Linked DNA regions of Mus musculus: all the other regions are linked to region 2. A link is a contact called in public HiChIP or PLAC-seq and promoter capture Hi-C data. All regions are on one chromosome and are shown on one strand. The core of a region is the stretch at or near the end of the contact, and the rest is flanking DNA. Distances in the headings are between cores, read along the strand shown. Region 1 holds the start of Robo3 (roundabout guidance receptor 3). Region 2 holds the start of Pknox2 (Pbx/knotted 1 homeobox 2). Region 3 overlaps Fez1 (fasciculation and elongation protein zeta 1 (zygin I)).

What was found. Promoter capture Hi-C pulls out the DNA fragments that hold promoters and counts their contacts. HiChIP or PLAC-seq counts read pairs in DNA pulled down with a chosen protein or histone mark.
Region 1: a contact with region 2 is called in a promoter capture Hi-C map of embryonic stem cells, with 5 times the contacts expected there. The contact joins the promoter of Robo3 here to the promoter of Pknox2 in region 2. A contact is called at or near these places in 4 of 39 promoter capture datasets (embryonic stem cells, liver and pre-B cells), 1 of 484 Hi-C or Micro-C datasets (embryonic stem cells) and 1 of 9 other capture datasets (liver).
Region 3: a contact with region 2 is called in an H3K4me3 HiChIP or PLAC-seq map of neural tube, with 3 times the contacts expected there. The contact joins the enhancer-like site here to the promoter of Pknox2 in region 2. A contact is called at or near these places in 4 of 39 promoter capture datasets (the HPC-7 cell line, embryonic stem cells, second pharyngeal arch cranial neural crest and 1 more) and 2 of 115 datasets of contacts at active chromatin or transcription factors (embryonic hindbrain and neural tube).

What each region holds. Positions count from the first base shown.
Region 1 is chr9:37,431,479-37,435,270 of GRCm38.p6, reverse strand. Robo3 (roundabout guidance receptor 3) reads left to right here and starts at 2,096. Exons shown (of 28, transcript NM_001164767.1): 1 at 2,096-2,429. The coding sequence starts at 2,270.
Region 2 is chr9:37,145,279-37,148,803 of GRCm38.p6, reverse strand. It overlaps Pknox2 (Pbx/knotted 1 homeobox 2), which reads left to right and starts at 1,482. Exons shown (of 13, transcript NM_001029838.2): 1 at 1,482-1,563.
Region 3 is chr9:36,863,533-36,867,474 of GRCm38.p6, reverse strand. It overlaps Fez1 (fasciculation and elongation protein zeta 1 (zygin I)), which reads right to left. Exons shown (of 10, transcript NM_183171.5): 5 at 3,810-3,942. Among named protein-coding and RNA genes, the nearest start is that of Fez1, 33 kb to the right of the region's middle. Within about 2 kb of position 1,869, at least 41 of the 459 cell types and tissues checked have an H3K27ac peak or open chromatin away from gene starts, as enhancers often do. A contact at or near this core is called in neural tube, where this site is marked.

The DNA of each region.
Region 1 (3,792 bases), core at 847-3,346, 290 kb before region 2:
CCAGACGACAGGGATTAGGAGGAAGCGGTGCCCACGGGCTGCGCTGCCGCCTCCGCTTAGGGAACCCAGAGCAAATACTCCCTGATCCCCACATAAAGGGCCAATTAACTGTGCGGTCTCCAGAAACAAATCCGCTAACAGGGTGACAAGCCCCTAGACGCCAGGCGGGGGTGTGTTTGCCCAGAGGCCGGCCGGGAGCAAATCAAGGGATTAGCATAGGGCAAAATCTGCATGGTTAGGGGGTTTCCAGCCTTTCCAGCTCCAAAGCAGGGCCATGAAGTTAAGTTTCTGCCTTGCTTGGCCTTCTAATGTGATGGAACCCGCAAGACCGACCAGCAGAAGGCCAAGCAAACGGTCCTTAAGATTCTGAGGATCAGACCAGATGAACTAGTCCTCTTCATCCTTAACTCTGAAGGGATTGGTCTCAAATGGTGATGTCTTCTGATTGGCAAATTCAGCACACACACCCCTTCCTTACCTCTCCGGCTGAAAGTGGTCTAGCACTACAGCAAGCCCCTGGATGAGGGTCTGATGTAAAAAACTTCTATCTCTTTAGTGCCCTAGCCTACCCCATTCTCAAGATCTGCCCAGGTTTTGTCTTCGGTGGATGCACCAGGGACCCAGTTCAGCACCCACAGATGTGTCAGCTCCCAGGGCTCTAAGTCCCGTGGGATTGTTGAGCCCCATCAGCCCTCACCATTTAGTTCATCCCACCTTGAGCTCTCTGGTCCTGGACCGAGGACTCCGAAGCACTAAATGCCCCCAGAATTCCGTGGGCAGGACACTGGATTGTAGAGACAAACTGGTTGGTGGGGCCATGTTCCTCTACTCTTGACCTGCTTTTGGTTTGGAATCTGCCACAGCTTCATCTTCCACCCTGGAATTGAGTAGCATATAGCGCTCTGAGCTGTCTTCCTGTGCAGGTGTCCCCTTACATATCAGAAGCAGCCGCTGCACGATTACATAGCCTAAGAGCAATCCAAACACTTACTTGTCCACAGAACCTACAGGATGGGAAAGCCACGGTCTCTTGCTCCACATTCAACATCATTTCCAGTCTAGAGAAAGTGTGTGCAGGAGAGGGGCAAAAGCAAAGATGGTTGGCTGCAACATCTCCAAGGCTAAAATAACCCCTATTCGAGACAGAACCGGGGCTTTGGTTTTCCTGTTGCACACCCCACCCCACCTCACCCCGACCGGGAGGATAAACAGCTGTTATCTGGTTCCAGCAGTTTCACACAATTTGGCATTCACCCGGTCTGTGACACTTTGCTTCCTTTGTTCTAGACTTTTGGTCTCTTCAAAACTGTCAAACAACTTCCTAAAACACGTCATAGTGGAGCAATGCACTATGCTAATAGGTGCGTGCTGCCTGGATTCTCGGGGTCTCCTCCAATTTTACTCAGTTCTGAGCACCCGGCAGGATTTCCTGACGGGGCGGGGGGGGGGGCGCATCTGGAGCAGGACTCCAGGTCAAGTTGGATCTCTGTATCCCTGTGGGTTCCTAGTGGCAAGCCACAGGATTAGGAGGAATCGGACGCGCACGTGGGGCGAGAGGTGATCCAGCGGTGGAATTCTCTTCTTCCCCTCCACCCCCACTCCCAGGTATCCTAGCACCCTGCGCTCACGTTTCCAGGACCCAGAATTTGAAAGGCACTGGAAGCTGGGACATTGAGAGCTCAACAGTGTCTGCTCTCCCAATGCCTCAGTTTCCCTGACGTCCGAGAAAGGAAATAATTCCTGCTATAATTTTAGAAAGAAGGGCTGAGTCTGACAGAGGCTCAGTCCGCGTCTTGGGGGAGAGAGAGAGAGAGAGAGAGAGAGAGAGAGAGAGAGAGAGAGAGAGAGAGAGAGAGAGAGAGAGAGACTCTCCCGCCAGGTTCAGAGCAACATTTGATGAGAGGAGTGTGGGGCGGGGACTCTAACTTGCGCGCGGCCCTGTTAGTGGCCATCCTGGTGGAGGTGGGGATATGGAGGAAGGCGGATTAAGCCCTTAATTACGGCGTGATCCGAGTGGCACCTGCTTTCCGCCCGCCCAGCTCCCAGGGGATTCTGGCACTGGGGGGGGGGGGGGTGGAGAGAAGAACCAGCGAAGGAGGACAGCCCGCGCAGAGGCACGGCCGGTACCCAGGCACGCCTGCAGGACAGCGGCATCGTGGCTGCCGCAGCGCGCAAAGGCTGTGGAGGGGCTTACGGCTCCCGGCCCGCGGGTCCCAGACCCAAGGGCTGGGCTCCGAGGCCCCTGCCCAAGACCCAGGCGGGCTGCGCTATGCTGCGCTACCTGCTTAAAACACTACTACAGATGAACTTGTTCGCGGACTCCCTGGCCAGGGACATCTCCAACTCCAGCGAGCTACTCTTCGGCTTCAACTCCTCGCTGGCAGCGCTCAACCCTAGTCTGCTTCCTCCTGGAGATCCCTCTCTCAATGGTGAGACTGTTCGATGGGGACCTTAGATTTGGAGATCGGGATGAGAGGGCTGCTTGGAAGGGAAGACGGAAGGTCTCCTTTTCCAGGACCCAGGGGCGCCTGTCAGGGCCCTCCTGGGAAGTGGGGTCCCAAAGGAGCGTCTGAGTTGGTGTATTTGCCTGTGGTGGAGGGCTGCTGAGCCCCTTTCTCCTCATCTCTCCTACTATCCACCTACCACACCCACCCCAGGTGGGAGAAATGTAAAGGGCAAGTTCCAAGCTAAGAAGGAAGGTTAGACCAGGGCACGATGTCGCCAGTCGGCCAAGGCTAAACCGGGCACTAGGTGATCCACCCAAGTAGCAGATGCCACTTCCAGGACCTAAAGTTTTCAAAAACCTCACTCAGAGCAAGGGTGGGAAAGCCCCCAACTTTGTAGGTGTTTTTACGCGGAGGGTCAAAGTCAGCAATCTTCTCAAGGAAACTTAGTATTAAGTTTGTATCCCCAGTGAGACTCACAGCTGACCCAGCCTGGCAGAGCGATGGCGAGGTCGTTACTGCTAATTACAGTGATTAATAAATAACTTGAGACAGCGCTGCCCCCCCTGAGCGCTGCAGGCAGTCTGGAGAGAGGCCTGATCGCGCTCCCTGCTGGCTACGTCAGGAACTCTCCCTCTGGAAGCCTCTGCCCAACTTAGGCTAGGGCCCCGGACTCTGGACATGGTCCACCTTTGCAGTCTCTAAAAGATGAAAGGATTCTCTCTCTCTCTCTCTCTCTCTCTCTCTCTCTCTCTCTCTCTCTCTCTCTCTCGTTCTCTCTCTCTCTCCCCCCCCCCCCCGTACTCAGGTGCAAGGGAGGAGCCCCAGAGCCCTATTTGCATGGCCATTAGCTATTCATTAGGCTGCTGTCGAAGCATCTCTGGAGACCAGGAATGACAGGGAAGAAATTCCAGGGAAAGAGAGCCCTCGGCTGTGTCTGCAGGAATTAGAGGGAAAGCGTGGATCAGAAGGGTGTTGTGTGGAAGGAGTTTGAAGAGGGCTGAGATTCTCCAGTCTTGCCACCTTTGAGGAGTCCCAAGAGACCAAGCAGTTATTTTCTCGGATTTTTTACTCACCTAGAGCTTTATACCAGACATCTATCTTTTCATTTAAGCTTGAAAAGTCAGGGAGGGACGATGGTTGTTGGTCACTACACACTGCCACTAGGGAAAACAAAACAAAAAAACAGCTATGGAGGATAAAGAATAGGGCAGTGACCACAAAAGCATAGAGCAAGATCTTGGCAGCAGGGAACTTAAAGTGTATTTTTATCACATATGAGAGGTTTTTGAAGTGGAGATGGGATGGGTTTAGAAATACTAGAGCCTAAAGTCTCATTCAGGTAGAG
Region 2 (3,525 bases), core at 233-2,732:
GAGCCACAGTCTTTGACCACAGATCAGAGGTTGGGGTGACATAACTCTACCTAGTGAAAGTCTTTAGGGAGTCCATGGGAAGATGTTTCAACCCCATCTGTAGCAGTGGATCTATAGGTGAAAGCCCCCTCCCCGTCCCACAGGAACATTGCAGGTGAATGTGGAGTTGCTGGCAGGACCTGGATAAAGAGCACATCTGGAATGTGATGCAGACGTCTCTGAGCCTTTGGATCTAATGATACTTCTCATTTTTGCCGGAATCCGAGGCAGGGGAGGAATGACCCAGAGGCTTGGAATGGAGCAAAGGGTAACCTCCCTCTGCTGGGGTTAGATCCTTTTCTGGGAACCTGACTGTCTGGATTCCCTCTTAGCTTTTCCTTAACTTTCAGTGACTTTGTTTAGGCTTCAGCCAGGCTCCTTTCCTGGTGTGAGAGTCACAGGATTCATTGTCACCTGCCTGTGGCCTGAAACCGCTTCTCAAGGGGGGCAGAAGGGATTCTCTGGTCCTCTGTGTAGGAGCTGAGCCAGTCTGCATCCTGAGTGGCTGAGCCTATACTTGGCACTCAGTAGGAAAGTCATCTTTGTTGACTAAATGGAGACATGCATGGTTGCACTGGCTTGATTTGGCTTTTCATTGTAGAAGTGACTTGGGTGAGGAGCCTGTTTGGTGTATGGAACAGATTGGACCACCCCAGCAAGCCCAAGCTGAAACAGTACTCCCCTCACCTTACGGTGCCCAGCCTCCGGGACACACTGGCTGGCTAAGCAGTTTTAAGAATGAAACAGCAGTGGCTTCCAAGCACTTGCCTGACATTTGCCAAGGGATAGCTTCTGATAAGGCTCTTTCCCTTGTTATCTTGCCCCTGAACCACCCCATCAACCCTCGGATGAACCAAGCGTCAGAGGAAGCCTACAGCAGGGGGAAAAAAAAAAGCTCTTGAGACCAGGGATAACTAACCACCTGAGCACCTTTGCTGGGGCCAAGGTAATGAGAATTATTCAAATGCAATCATAAAAATGAGGCCAGCCGGGCAGGAATGGGGTGGGGGTGTGATGGAGAGAACGTTTCTTGCCAGTTTGAAGATTCCTATTTTCTTGGGGTTCTCTTGAGGTACACAGAAAATTTCACCTCCTCTCAATCTCTTCAGCACCTGGTGTCTTGGAACTCGTCACCAGTTGATCGCTAAGGAGGACACCGGGTAGGGGTGCGCCTGCATTTCTGGGGTTCACTGCATCACCTCTGTCAGGCAACCCCCAGGTCTGGGCGCCTGCTGCCTCTCTCCAGCAGCAAGCAGGCCAGAGCCTGATGTCTGAGCCGAGCCTCCAGTAGAGGGAGACACTCTAGCAGCTCCTCGCCTGGGAAGCGGCCGGGTCCAGGAGTGGGTGGGGGCTATGGGGGGGGGGGAGAAAGGGGGAGTGGGGAGAGGGGAGGTGTGCGCGCGCGGGGAGGGGGGGGGAGGGAGTCCGGGGGGCGGGTCCCTGTGCCGCTGACGTCCCGAGCAGTGCTGGGAAGTATAGGCTGTGTTGTCACGCCGGTGTCAGTCTGATGAAGATTGGCATCAGGTAAGCTGTCATTCATTTCCATGTCAGAGACGCTTTTGCAGGCGGCGGCGGCGGCGGCGGCTGCTGCTGCGGGCGGCTGCCTCAGAGCGCGTGTGTTTTATTCCAGTCCCCAAGCCAGAGTATTATTCATTGCGACAGGGCAAGGAGGAGAGAGGGAGAGAGGGAGGCAGCAGGGAGGAGAGAGAGGGAGGCAGCAGGGAGGAGGGAGGCAGGGAGCAGAGAGGGACGGCGGGAGCGTGCAGAGAGAAGCTGGGGAAGCGCCGGGAGAGCGCGGAGCGAAGCCGCGCGAGGGGAGGCGAGGCTGGGCGAGGAGGCGGCGAGAAGCGCGCGGCCCACCCGCTCCCGGACCCGGCCGGTGCGCAGCTCCGTGCCCGCCTCGCTGCCGCCGCCTCGCCCCGCTCCCCTCTGGCCCAGGGCCGGGCGTGCATTGTTTGCGGTCGCAAGCAGCTGGGCAGCGGACTCAGAGCGCAGCGGCCCTAGAGCCTGTAGCGGGCGGGCTGGAAGCCGTGCACCCGGAGCTTCCCGGGACTCGAGCCCAGGGACGAGCGCGTCGGCCGGAGTCCCTGCGCAGGCGGCTCCTGGCTAGGCGCTCGGTGGGGGCGAGGCTGGGAACTGCGGGCGGGCTTCGGTTCTCCTTTCCCGGGCTCCAGGAGCCCTGTGGCTGGAGCTTCCTAGGTGTCACCAGCCCCGAGCTGCCTTCGAGTGGTTGGAAGCGGGAGCAGCCCTAGCCTGCGGCCGGGTGGCTGGAGTCAAGCAGTGGCGGCCGCGTCCTGCCCGGCCCGGGGAGGCAGGGAGAGTAGAGGTTTACCGGAGGATCAGTGGGGACAGGGGAACATGTGTGTGTGTGTGTGTATGTATGTGTGTGTGTATGGGGGGGGGGGAGGTGTTAGTCAGAGAAACCAGAACCCGAGGGGCGACGCTCAGGGACTCTAACTAGGAGTAGGAGGAGAATTTGTAGGGTCACTGGCTCTCTACGTATTGTTGGGTCTTTTGGGCGGGGAGGGGAGGATTAGGGGTCCTTGGCGAAGAGCTAGAAGATAAATTCGTAAAAGGGGGGGAGGTGGGCACGGAAAGCGTCCCGAGAAGAAAGCCGATGGGGATGGGGCAGGGTCCTGAATGTGCCGCGCGAAGTTTCTGTTTCTTTCGGGTTAGGCTGGCTTCCAAAGCCAAGGAAGAAACGAGCGCAGTGGGCCGCGCTGTCTGGAGAGTCCTTCACAGGGCAGCCAGGGTTCCCGCGCGGTCGGAAGACGCGGGTTGGGAGTGGGAGGGGGATGCGGATCAGCCCCTTAAAGGAGGGCTGGGTTTTGGAGCAGGCTAGAGTTTGGGTTGCAGGAATCAAGCTGTTTTCAGAATAGGGACAGATGGGCCGCTGTGTAGTTTACATGCCGGCAAAGACAGAGGGCTGGAGTTAGGCGCCGGGGCCCCGATTACCTCCGAGGCTTGACTCCGGAGCCGGTGACGTTGTTTTAGAACTGACACTCGGGATCAGGATATTGAAATGTAGGAAGAATTGCGCGTCCAGGTTCTTACAGCGTGTGGGAGGAAAAGCTTTTATGTAGGCAAGAAAAGTAGTTGATTCCAGCCGTGGTGAGCGAGCCCCGAACGTCTGCTGCTTCTCCCCCTAAAGCGAATCTTGCGGATGAGAGGATCTGGGTGCACAGGGCTGAAACCTAGGAGAAAGACTCTGGAAGGTACACAAAAATAGTGATTCAGTACGAAGTGACCGGGTAGCATCATCCGGGTCCGAGTGGAGCCAAGGAGCTGGCCCTGCAGAGTCAGCAGGCTCTGGGAGTCACTTGCGGTCTGTGGCCTCAGCGTGGCGGGGTGGTTGCTGGTGGCCCGCCGGGACAGTGGTAGGCGACGCAGGCAAGGGGGCCACTAGTAGAGAGGTGCTACTGGGGCTTAAGGAATCGTGGCTGCCGCCAAAGGAAAGACATTCCCGAACTCCGGAGTCCTCATCGG
Region 3 (3,942 bases), core at 620-3,119, 280 kb after region 2:
TGTCCAATGAAGGAAGGTGCATGCCTGGCTCTGATATCTTGTTCTGTCTATCTGTCCCCTGTCTCTGTAATACTCACATAGAAGAGGTTAGTGGGGGATATGCTGATACAGGGGGTAGTGTCTTCTCTTGAGAAGTCACGGAGACAGAGATCACACAAAATGAACATGGCATGAGGGCATATGGTCCTATGCCTCAGTCCACACTCTACACTATGGGAGTCTCAGGGAAGGCTGGGAAAGGCGGTGAAAAAATGAAGCCTTATCAACCAGCAGGTTACTTCCTGAGACAAAGAAAGGGAACCAGAGATTACAGACATAGATACCTTTAACATTTTGTCTCTTAGGGCTGAGTGATATAGAATAGATTTAGATCACCATCAGTTGAGTATTTCAAAAAGGGTAGGAGAGCCAGGCATGATAGCACATGACTTTAATGCTAGCACTCGGGTGGCAGAGGCAAGTTAAGCTCCGTGAGTTCAAAGATAGGTTTATATTAGAGCGTTTCAGGACTGCCAGATCTACATAGTAAGTACTCCTACAAAAGAAATGAAGGAAGGAAGGAAGCGATAGAGAACATTTTTTTAATACCACGTATGTGTGTTTTACCTACATGTATGCCTGTGTACCTTGTACTTGTGTGGAAATGGTACCCCACAGAGGCCAGAAGAGGGCATCAGATCTCCTGGAAATGGACTTACAAATGGTAAGTATAAGTAGCCATGTAGGTGCTGAGAATTGAAATTGGGTCCTTTGCAAGATCAACCAATGCGTTTAAATGCTGAGCCATCTTTCCCACCCTTGCTATTTTGTTTTCTGAGACAAGGTCTCAATATGTGGCCAAGGATAACCTCTAGCTCTCTCTCCTGCCTACATCTCCTAAATGCTGGTAGGTATGTGCTACCACATCCAGTGAACAGAAAGGATTGTAAATCTTCCTGACACATGTCTGAGTATGCAGTCAGTGGCAGAACATTTACTTAGCATGGAGGAAGCCCTGGGTGTAACCCCTAGCAATACAGAGTGAAGGAGAGACAGAGAGAGACAGAGAGACAGAGGAGGGGGAGGGGGAGAGGGAGGGGGGAGAGAGAGGGAGAAAGAGAGGGAGAGAGAGAGGGAGAGAGAGACAGAGAGACAGAGAGGGGGAGGGGGAGGGGAGGGGAAAGGAGAGAGGGAGAGGGAGAGAAACCCCACTAGAAAGAAATGACTTGGCCTGGAGAGATGGCTCAGTGGGTAAGAGCACTGACTGCTCTTCCAAAGGTCCTGAGTTCAAATCCCAGCAACCACATGGTGGCTCACAACCACCCGTAATGAGATCTAACGCCCTCTTCTGGTGTGTCTGAAGTCAGCTACAATGTACTTATGTATAATAATAAATAAATAGAAAGAAAGAAAGAAAGAAAGGAAGGAAGGAAGGAAGGAAGGAAGGAAGGAAGAAAGAAAGAAAGAAAGAAAGAAAGAAAGAAAGAAAGAAAGAAAGAAAGAAAGAAAGAAAGAAATTACTTTGAATTAGATGACAGAGAAGCCAGTCACCTGGATATTTTCATTACACTGTATACAATATTAAATGTATTAAAATGTTTCAAATGACACTGCAGCCCATAAACACATAAATTTGCCACATACCAATTAAGCATATTAATACATAGAATAGATTTAAGGAGCACCTTTTATTTCTCACTCTTCCTTCTCTTTTCTGCCTAGCCTGGGTATCTGATGACTCAGTTGGCACTTCCTGCTTTGTTTTGCTCTTTGAAGCTGTCCTCCTCCTTCTGTTTTTTGCCATTTCGCTTTGCTTTGCTGAGTGTTTCTATGTTTGGGCCCTTTGTGTGCCTGAGAATGGCCTGACTGGGCGGGTGATGAATTCAGCCAGGCAGCCAAACCCACTCTATCATCCCATTGGCTTCCTGCAGTGGCACAGCCTTGCCTGCCTCATCTCCTTAGGGCCAGGCAGCTTTGCTTTCAGGATGTGGTGCTCCACTGTCTCAGTTTTTGCCACTTCCATGTAAAAGTTGGACTGAGTTACCCTGACAAACACACCTTCTTTTGCAGCCCCACTACCCACTCTACTTCATAGTAACATCTCTGCAAAAGCAGGCTTCCTCTTGCAGTTCAGCATGCACAGGCATCCCTAAGACACCTGCTGATTTTTTATTGCATTTTCATTTCACGCTTCATCCAGCCCAGCCTTTGTATAGTCATTACTATAAATCTGTGCTAGAGAGGTAATGTGAGACAGGCATTAAAAGACTGGACTCTGGAGTTAATTTCCCTGGTTTCAAGTGCTATCTGCACTGCCCCTGATAATGTATAGGAAAAGTGTAAATTGAAAATGAGATCTTCACTCTCCACACTGAAAGTAAAAGGAAGATGGCTGAGGGTATAGCTCAGTGTTAGAGTGTATGCTAGTATGTTAGGGTATAGCTAGTGTGATAGAGTGCACGATAGCCTAAGGATCTGTGTTTAATTCCCAGCCCTAAACATCACACACACACACACACACACACAGAGAGAGAGAGAGAGAGAGAGAGAGAGAGACAGACAGACAGACACAGAGAGAGAGAGAGAGAGAGAGAGAGAGAGACAGACAGACAGACAGACAGACAGACAGACAGAGACAGAGACAGAGACAGAGAGTTTTCTTCTCCATATTACCTTTCTCTTAGAGTTTCTCTGTCTGTCCTTTTCAAATACATATAAAAATTTTAATAGCTAAATAAGCACCCTCCCATCCCCACAGTTCAGGAAGGGTTTCTTCAGGGATCTGAGAGCCACTGCTTCAAAATATAACCATAAAGGAAGATAAGACCTAACCCCTCACTGTTCTGGAAGCATAGACTCCTGACTCCAAATTGCCAAGCCTACTTAAGGTAATGGGTTCTCTCCACTTACTTATAACAAGAGTACAATTCCTTTCAGTCTTTGCTGTCCTTTAGAGACTTGCCTGGGATGTGCAGCCTGTTCTCATTTAATGCTTACTCATATTTTTTTGTGGAAAGGATTTTCTGAATGGCAAGGAGATATTGTTTATAATTCTATTTCTCCAATTGTGGACTTGGATAAGTCACTTAACCTCCAGAAGATAGCTCAGTCTGCAGGGAGGGGCATGGTGTGAAGTTGGTTTGAGGATGGTACATAAAGAACACTAAGACTGCAGACTGCTAGCTCTCTCTCTCTCTCTCTCTCTCTCTCTCTCTCTCTCCCTCTCTCTCTCACACAGAGGATACTGGAGCTTATACCTAGGATACTAAGTTATCATGAATGCAAGGCAAATGCGCTGCCACAGAACTATAGCCCCTATCCTACCATATATGGGTGTGTGTGTGTGTGTGTGTGTGTCCATTGGTTTTATGATAGCACCATTGATTGCATTTGGGCAGTGGTTCAGTCCTTTAGTCTTGTTTAGCATTTAAATTTTATTCTTCCTTCTCCCCGCCCCCCTCCCCTCATAAATGCTGACTTTTCTTCAGATACCAAATTGGGAACTTGCTGCCTTTCTCTTGGATTGGCAGACGTCTGTGTTAGAGCAGAGATCAAGGTCTAATAGCCATATGTAAACAGTAACTGGGCAGGGCACAGTCACGGTGGCATAATCTTTTATAATCTCAGGCAGGCAGATCTCTGTGAGGTCAAGGCCAAACTGGTCTACATAGTGAGTTCCAGACCAGTCAGGGCTTCATATAGTGAGATCCTGTCCAACAAAACAAAACAAAACAAAACAAAACAAAACAAAACAAAACAAAACAAAACATCCCAGTATCTGACACTAAGGAATCATTTGGTGCTTAGTGAACCTGGCCCAGGGCCCTCACCTTCATAGGACCAGTTGTTGTTGAAGGTCTGTGTCAAGGCCTGCATCTCTTGTAGCAGGACTGAATCTGCCTGGGATGAGATTTCTCCTCCATCCTCCTCTTCTAGCACCTCCTCTTCCTCTTCAGGATCTGG